Regions from separate parts of the Salmo salar genome. Here region 2 is linked to region 1. Evidence: chromatin contacts called from public Hi-C data. All regions are on one chromosome and are shown on one strand. Each heading gives the region's core, a stretch centred on a gene start, on an enhancer-like site or on the middle of the called end of the contact. The rest is flanking DNA. Distances are from core to core; before and after follow the strand shown. Region 1 holds the start of LOC100194618 (polyubiquitin). Region 2 holds the start of ccar2 (cell cycle and apoptosis regulator 2).

Region 1 (4,284 bases), core at 928-3,427:
CATTCGTTGACCAGAGCCAGATATACTTTGAGGAGATTGGGAAACTCCATTTGAATCGTTGCCCATGCTACGTCAGTGGGCTGTGCGGTGCATTCTGGGAAATTCGAGGACAAGGAGAGCTCTCCTTCAAGGAGTAAATGGTAGTCAATTGGGTGCAAGCTGAAGAGCAGCTAATGGATTTACTAACCCAGGAAGATATATTTGATTTCGGGTTTCGGGCAGGGCCGGGTTGGGTTGGGCCTTAAATTTGGCAGAAGCAATCAGGCCTGGGTAGGGTTGGGCCTGAACGTCACAGGCATGGGTAAGGCTCAGGCTCTAGTTGTGACATTTGACTTTACCATTTAAATATAAATTGCAGACTGTCAGCCACACTTGATAACTTGAAAACTAGAACTTACTAACATAGGCAACAAGTAACTGGATGGAAAACGGTGAGGCACATAACACACCCCTTCTACCGGCATTTGGTGGGGAGGGTTCTTGAAATGTAACATCCAGTCAAAATCAGTGGACAATTCAAACCGTTTCTGCAATACAAAATTCTCCAGACCTCCAAGAGAGGCGTGACAATGATGTGATTTTGGAGGTATGGCAACCAGAAACCAATAGACGTATTCCTATGGAAATGTCCTGATAGCGCATGAAGCCGGAAGTATTTGAATTTGAAGCGTGCCATATAGCTGAATGGGGCTGAATGGCACCAAAAGATTGCTAAGGATCATGGTGAAAGTGGACATAACTAGCAAAGGATCACGGCCGATGTAATCATTTTCATCCTGCCTGAGAGAGTCAACCTTAATGTCTATGGCAAGAAGGCGCAATCCTCCTCATAGCCTGCAGGCCCGTGATTCATATATCAGCACGTGGTCCTGTGTGACAACAAATGTAGTAGTCAGAATGGATCACTATATAATTAAATATCTTGATTTGTAGCAAACTTTAAAATAATTCATAGTGGGCATCGAACTTCATCATAATAATCTAATTTTATAGCCCAAAACGAGCGTCCCCCTCAAAAAATGGGCAGTTTTGGCGATTGTAATTTAGATAAGCTTTCTAGGGCAGACCAGGGCTTTTGGCACCACTAGATTGCTATGCAGTAGCCAACCAGCCGAGCTTGTGACTTCACGTTCCAGATAGGACACTGGGGTCCTCATGGCAACACGAGACTAGCTAGATATAAGCTGGATGATGTTAGGATAAGGAGTCTTTTATAAGGGGGTGGGAGTGGGGAATGACTGTGCCTGTTTGTGTAGAATTACATTTTTGATCCATGCTGTAAATAATTTGTTTCTATTAAATCAATGATATGACCTAAAATAAACTGTCCAATCTCTGTTACATTCTTCTTTGCATATACTGCATGTTTTGATTCAAAAACTGTTCCCTGGTTGATCTCCTACACTAACTATACTGCTGCTTGGAAATGTAGCAAAACTGTAGGATTTACTGAGGCATGAGTGGGCCTGGGTTTAAAAAAAAAGAAGCTTGTTACTTGTAAGTGTTCCAAACAGAACATTATTTGTATTTTTACCTAAACATGCAAACACCATCAGATAGAAGTCATAGCAAGAAGTACATTGGGTTAGTCATTTTTTATTAAATATAACAGAACAGATTAACTGGATTGACAAACACTCAAGGGACGGGATGACAAAAATAACTAACTGAAAGACCCCTAATAACCTACTAATATGACTGCATTGAGGCATATGTCACTGTGCACCCAAATTGTTGCATGCCCACCCACCAACGAATTTCTGGCTACCTCACTGTTTCTGACATAAATTCCTAACTATCTAAAACACAATCGATTTTACTATCTGGCAAGGTTCATTCTGCGACATCTGTGAATGGACTCGCTTTGACTGCTCAGCGCGTTGCTAGAGAACGACGACTCACTCTTTTTGCATATTTCTACCTCCGCCAATGTACGACTTCTTTTATATGACCATTCTTACAGAATTTCTTAAAGATTAAACATTCATATAGAACATTTTCAATGTCATACATGTCGTGGAGTTAGTTCATTTTATCCACAATCCATATGGTTAACGATATTTATTTAAATCCGCAGTTTATAGTTCCATATGGTGTAATGGTGGAGGGATACGTAACGGCCATGTATAAATAACACAGCCCTTTGTGTGCGATAACAGCCTCGTTTCCAGAAGATTGAAGAACAGTGGCGTTGATAATTTGTTTGTAAGTAGGTTATTATCCAAAATGAGCACGAATGACAACATTTTTCACAAAGACCCTTAGTTCAGCGTAATGTTAATTGGTAGTTCATTGCTTTTCCTATTATTGGTGATGTACGAATGTACTTTTTTTGGATGGACGAATAGACGTCGACGATAGACGAGCTAACTTTCTGGTAGCGTTAGCTAACTACAGTAGTTATTTACTAAAATAAAGTTAGCTGGCTGGATATAGTCTTGGCTAGCTTCCTAACTAGCTAAAACAAGGCGCTCAACAGTAGACATTGGTTAACTCTTGAATCAAGCTAGATATTTATATAGATGGGGGGGAGGCTAACGTTAACAGTGGATGTGTTTTTGTAAATTCAATCTGGAGTGCCAGTGCTCTCTGGGTGTTAGTAAATTTAGAGCTTTGTAAGATTGTCAGTTCGTAAATTCAGAGCGTTTCGCTCACGGAGCGAGGATTAGGGTTGATTGGACCATTCTGGCATCACAACAGCTTGGGTCGTTGACTGGCTTGCTAGCTACTTCCATACACGAATTGGAACTCCTCACTGACCATTTTACTCACCATAGCAGAGCTGCTTAGGCTGTTCATATTATCTAGAGCATTGGTGACAAACGTTAACTGTGCTGCTAGCAACTTAATTACGCGTAGTTTTTCAACACCGGCAATATTCAAGTGTTGCGCGTTTGTAAATTCATCAGTTATTATGCGCTCTGGCATACCCAGACGATTGCTCCTAAATCGGAGTAGATGGCAAAATGAATTAACGAACGCATCCCGTTAAAACACCGCGCTCGAGACCTAAACCCAGCGATCATCTCGGCTTGGTTTATCGGTCAGTAATAGTCATATATTTTGCTGTAAAATAAGCGTAGGGGAGTTTAATTTATTACAAAATATTACGTTTCGACTGCAAATGAAAATACAGCCCCATAAATTGAAATGGTCAGCTAGCTAGTCATTACTTCAGGACTCGACATAGGTTTTATGACAAAATGACAGCCACTAGATGGAGCTTGTTCTAAAATGGTGGCACCTGAAGCCTACTACTGTAAACGTCAGCTGAGTACTACCTCCAATGGGAGGAGCTTTGCTCTACCCTATCTAGAAGTTGACCCACTGCATCTCGGGAATTGTTATGCATACTAGATTGATACCTATAATGTGAATTGTGTATAGCCTGGTTGTTTATTTGACATTTTAGGTTTGGTTAGTATAGTCTAACATGATTCTCCTCCCCAGTGTCAAGATGCAGATCTTTGTGAAGACCCTAACTGGTAAGACCATCACCCTTGAGGTTGAGCCCAGTGACACCATCGAGAATGTCAAGGCCAAGATCCAGGACAAGGAGGGCATCCCCCCAGACCAGCAGCGTCTGATCTTTGCCGGCAAGCAGCTGGAAGATGGCCGCACCCTGTCCGACTACAACATCCAGAAGGAGTCCACCCTCCATCTTGTGCTCCGTCTGAGGGGAGGTATGCAGATCTTCGTTAAAACCCTGACTGGTAAGACCATCACCCTTGAGGTTGAGCCCAGTGACACCATCGAGAATGTCAAGGCCAAGATCCAGGACAAGGAGGGCATCCCCCCAGACCAGCAGCGTCTGATCTTTGCCGGCAAGCAGCTGGAAGATGGCCGCACCCTGTCCGACTACAACATCCAGAAGGAGTCCACCCTCCATCTTGTGCTCCGTCTGAGGGGAGGTATGCAGATCTTCGTTAAAACCCTGACTGGTAAGACCATCACCCTTGAGGTTGAGCCCAGTGACACCATCGAGAACGTCAAGGCCAAGATCCAGGACAAGGAGGGCATCCCCCCAGACCAGCAGCGTCTGATCTTTGCTGGCAAGCAGCTGGAAGATGGCCGCACCCTGTCCGACTACAACATCCAGAAGGAGTCCACCCTTCATCTGGTCCTGCGTCTTCGTGGAGGCAACTAGTTAACTTATACTCTTAACAATGTCACATCTTAACTCCAATTTCCCTCATCCCAAAATCCCTCCTAACCTCCAACCCCACCCTTTGACCTCACTCCAATCCCACCACTGACTTCCCCTAACCTCTAATCCCCAACTCT
Region 2 (4,284 bases), core at 1,051-3,550, 230 kb after region 1:
TGCCAGTCCAAAGCAGAGGCTCTCTCATTGGATCATGGACAAGATTACGACAGCATACCGCCTGGCTGACAGGCCAGTGCTGGGATCTGTGGTGGCACATTAAACACGAGGTGTGGCTGCGTCCTGGGCACTACTGAGAGGAGTGCCCTTCACTGATATCTGTGCTGCCGCCAGCTGGTCTTCCTCTTGCACCTTGACTAGGTACTATCAGGTAAATGTGGCACCTCCCTCTGCGGTTGGTTCAGCTGGCCTGGGCGTCGCCTCCCCTTCCAGGGACTGTGCCGGGACCCCTCTTCCACAACGACGACCCCTTTGCCACTCGCTGGCCAGGTCCCTCTAGCACTAATCTGGTACGGGTATACCAATATATTGGAGTGATCCAATATAGTGAAACATAAAAGGTTACATATGTAACCACGGTTATGTGAGCTATATGGATCACTCCAATCCTCTACGGTGCTAGAGGCGCCTCAAAAATGATGTAGAGAACGTGTGTCGCGGCCATGTGGTCTATATATAGGGGCGGACCCCAGCCATGACACAGGTGTACACCGGAGTCAATCTGTAAATCCTCACCTCAGATGTATCCCTCCGCCGCGGAGTGATACATACAGCTCACATAACCGTGGTTTACATAGGTAATCTTTGTTCTTTTTGCACATGACAACCACTCAATTAGCCCACTTCTGATTCTCCCCCTTTCTCTGTGAAGTTCACTTTCCCTATAACCACTGGGTCACTAGTTCAAACTTCACTTGAGCTGTTCCCCCTCAATCACTACATTGAAATAACAAATCTACAGCATGCATGTAGTATCTGCCTACCTATCCATGCTCACGAATATGTCATGTTGCTGAGATTAAGCAAAAGCCCATAAATGGCTAGACTTATTGCTTGGTTGGCAGGAAAGCTGCAAGAGGGTCTTTAGCCCAGGAAGGATAGAGGGTCGACAGACCTTTTATGGTGTGAAGTACATACTAAAGCAAAAAAAAGACTCCTCTTATAATCAACTGGACCCAATGTTCAGATCAAGGGAATATTAAAAATAATTATATTGAACCCCGATGGTTGACGCCATGGTGAATAACCTAGTTAGTTAGCTAGCTAAAAATCATTGCAAATCCTTTAGCTGTATGATCTGTGCATCATTGACCGGAGCATAAGAACCTGGGCTAGCTAGCTAACTGACTAGATGAATGAACACATTCATCGAACGTTGAAGATCCTGGCTACTACAAAAAATGTTAGCTAGTTACAGTACTGGTAGCTAGAATTTAGATTATTTGTAACTACGGCCACCAAACGGTCACTTTGGACACAGCGATCTAGCTAGATATACGTTTGTAGTTATGAATTCGATTTCGAAAAAATAGCAAATTAGGTAGCTAGCTAGCAACAGTACTCACTCCGACACAAACTCTCCTTGCAATCCTCCTCTGGCAAAACGTTAGTGCTTTTTATGTTTTGAAGTGGAGCAGTCGCTACAAGGGGTGTAATAATTACGCAGATTATGTTGCAAAAAGTTTCATAAAAGGAAGAAAACGTAACGAAACGGGGAGGCACCTACGGCTAATGATTAGAACACTGATGTGCGGAGCCAGAGAGGAAGAGGCGAAGCGAGGGACAACTGGGACAACAATCTATATTCTTCAGCAGGTGGCGTTGTTCGTTTCTTTCGCTCACCAAGTGACGCATTTTTGAATGGAGGTCAATGAGAGAGTGCCGAAACTGGTCAACAAAAAATGTAATGGCTTATTTGCTACGTGTGGCTTATTTGATCGAATATAAGTTTCGTAATGCTTAGGTTGTTACGAGTGTACTGATATAAGTAGGACACGTGAAATCCCGGCAACTTTGAGAAAAATACATTAATCGTTGGAAACATACTTTATATCTGCCCTCTCATTGGCCAGAATGGTCCCACCTGATCTTGCCTCCTCCCGACTGCCTTCCATCTTTGAATTCATTTATTTTCAACATTAGAGCGGCCAGTTGAGTATCTGGCCAATATAATGGATCATCTGTGGTTGACTACATTAAAATGGTGGAAGCCCTCAATGGCGCTGCTCATGCTAAAACGTTATTTTGGGCCCTAGAGGCCTCTATCACCAAATATTTGTTATAACTAACCCATTGTTCCACTTGTGCTATTATTGGGTTTGTTTGACAGTGCAGGCCACTGCCTACTGACGGATCTCCAAATAACCTTGCATCATAAATAACTACCCATTATTATTTGTAGGTCAGTCAGTAATAAATTACCCATGATACATTACGGTTTTGATCCTCTCGAACACGGCCCTCCTCTATGAACATTTTCTACGCGTCACTGTGTTCACGTGATGAATGACGTATAATTCAAGTGAAGTACCCACGCGTGGGAGCACCATGGCACCAATTTTGACTATGAGGATAAATGAAGTGTTAAATCGCATGACCTCAATTGTGATATCAGACGGTTACAGAACCATACATCAGTAGACACTGAAAGCAGCTAGGATCTCTAACCTAGCTGGCCAACATTAGCTTGTGAACGTGTTTACTTTGCCTGTCAATCGGCCTGAATTTCAACAAATTGACATATTCAAGAGTACATGGAATTAACCAAGTTATGCATAGTATGTAGCTAGCTAGATGTTATTTAACCCTCCTGCTGTGTTCCGGTCGAATTGGATGATGTACAAGTTCCATGACTTTGTCTACACAGGGCATCTGAACACACAAATACATTTGGATGATTTGTATACAATTTTGGGTGTTTTATTTAACTTTTGTACACCTGTGGTGTTCCCGGTCAAAAAAGAGACTACAATTAGTGTATAAAATTGAATTCAGGCACATTCATCAGATGGACACACTTCCTCTCCCAGACCCCCACATGCATGTGTGTTTGAGCACACACACACACACACACACACACACACACACACACACACACACACACACACACACACACACACACCTCACTCCCCTTCTTGGCTTCCATGGCAACCCCCACGGGAATCTTTCCCCCACGGGAACCACACCTGTTGGCATTTTCACAAACAATCGCAACATTGTTTCAATAATATATAGAACTTTTCTCTGCAGCTCTGGTATATAAAGCTTTTTTGAGGGCTTGCTCACAATTCATTCTGTGGCAGCACAATTACCAAACGATATACTGTATGTAAGGCTGTTGATCATATCTTTGATCATGACACTGGAGAGGAGGAGAGTCCTTGTTAAACTTTGACACCAAGTAGTCTGTGATAAATAGCACAATATGTTTCATCTGAGTATTTGTTATAGTAAAAATAATCTATACATTATGATTTTTTTTACTCAAAAACAAGTTGTAAGAGCTCAGGTCAATGAGGCCTACAGGCCATAAATAGCAAATAGAAGTTCAAAACTTGTAATGTTCACAAGAACTTAAGTTGATAAAAAGATCTAACACAACATTAGGTGATAATACATGTATTATTATGGATTTATAATCCGCTATAATGGGGAGGTCATTTTGGACCGGGAACACAGAAGGAATTTACATGAAACAAACGCAACAGAAGGGTTAAACAATCACCTCTGCTACAGGAAATTCAAGAAGTTGTCATGGAGAAAGCACAATCCTTCAGAAATAAACAAACGAGATGCTCGGGCTTTAGTGCTTATTTAATTTCCTAATTAGTTAACTAGCTAGCTAAAACACTTAATCCCCCCACCCAGGCGCTGGCAGACTTCGGCTGGGCTCAGCCCACTCTGATCCAGGAGAAAGCTATCCCTCTTGCTCTGGAAGCCAAGGACCTTCTGGTCTGTGCCAAGACCGGCTCAGGAAAAACGATGCCTACGCTGTACCTGTCATCCAGCGCATCCTGACATCCAAACAGGTGAGAAGCAGTAGTAGCAAGGGGTGTATAACATTAGACCATCTCTGGTAGTAGTAGCATAGACCTTCAATTGGGCTATGACTAGGTAGTAGTATCATAGTAGTTGGTGATGTAGCGAGGGGAACAGCCAGCTGAAGTAAAATCTAACTGACAGAACGGCCAGCTGGAGTAAAATCTAAATGACAGAACGGCAAGCTGGAGTAAAATCTAACTGACAGAAAAGCCAGCTGGAGTAAAATCTGACTGACAGAAAAGCCAGCTGGAGTCAAATCTAACTGACAGAACGGCCAGCTGGAGTAAAATCTAACTGACAGAAAAGCCAGCTGGAGTAAAATCTAACTGACAGAAAAGCCAGCTGGAGTAAAATCTAACTGACAGAACGACCAGCTGGAATAAAATCTAACTGACAGAACGG

The links. Hi-C and Micro-C count contacts between places; a contact is called where the count stands out from the background.
Region 2: a Hi-C map of gill shows a contact between it and region 1, with 3 times the contacts expected there. The contact joins the promoter of ccar2 here to the promoter of LOC100194618 in region 1. A contact is called at or near these places in 2 of 3 Hi-C or Micro-C datasets (gill and muscle).

What each region holds. Positions count from the first base shown.
Region 1 is chrssa01:151,525,532-151,529,815 of Ssal_v3.1, forward strand. LOC100194618 (polyubiquitin) reads left to right here and starts at 2,178. Exons shown (of 2, transcript NM_001139703.1): 1 at 2,178-2,205; 2 at 3,451-4,284. The coding sequence starts at 3,458. The coding sequence ends at 4,147.
Region 2 is chrssa01:151,758,297-151,762,580 of Ssal_v3.1, forward strand. ccar2 (cell cycle and apoptosis regulator 2) reads right to left here and starts at 2,301. Exons shown (of 19, transcript XM_014138931.2): 1 at 2,263-2,301. It overlaps LOC106568500 (synaptobrevin homolog YKT6), which reads right to left. Exons shown (of 9, transcript XR_006758360.1): 9 at 2,922-2,962.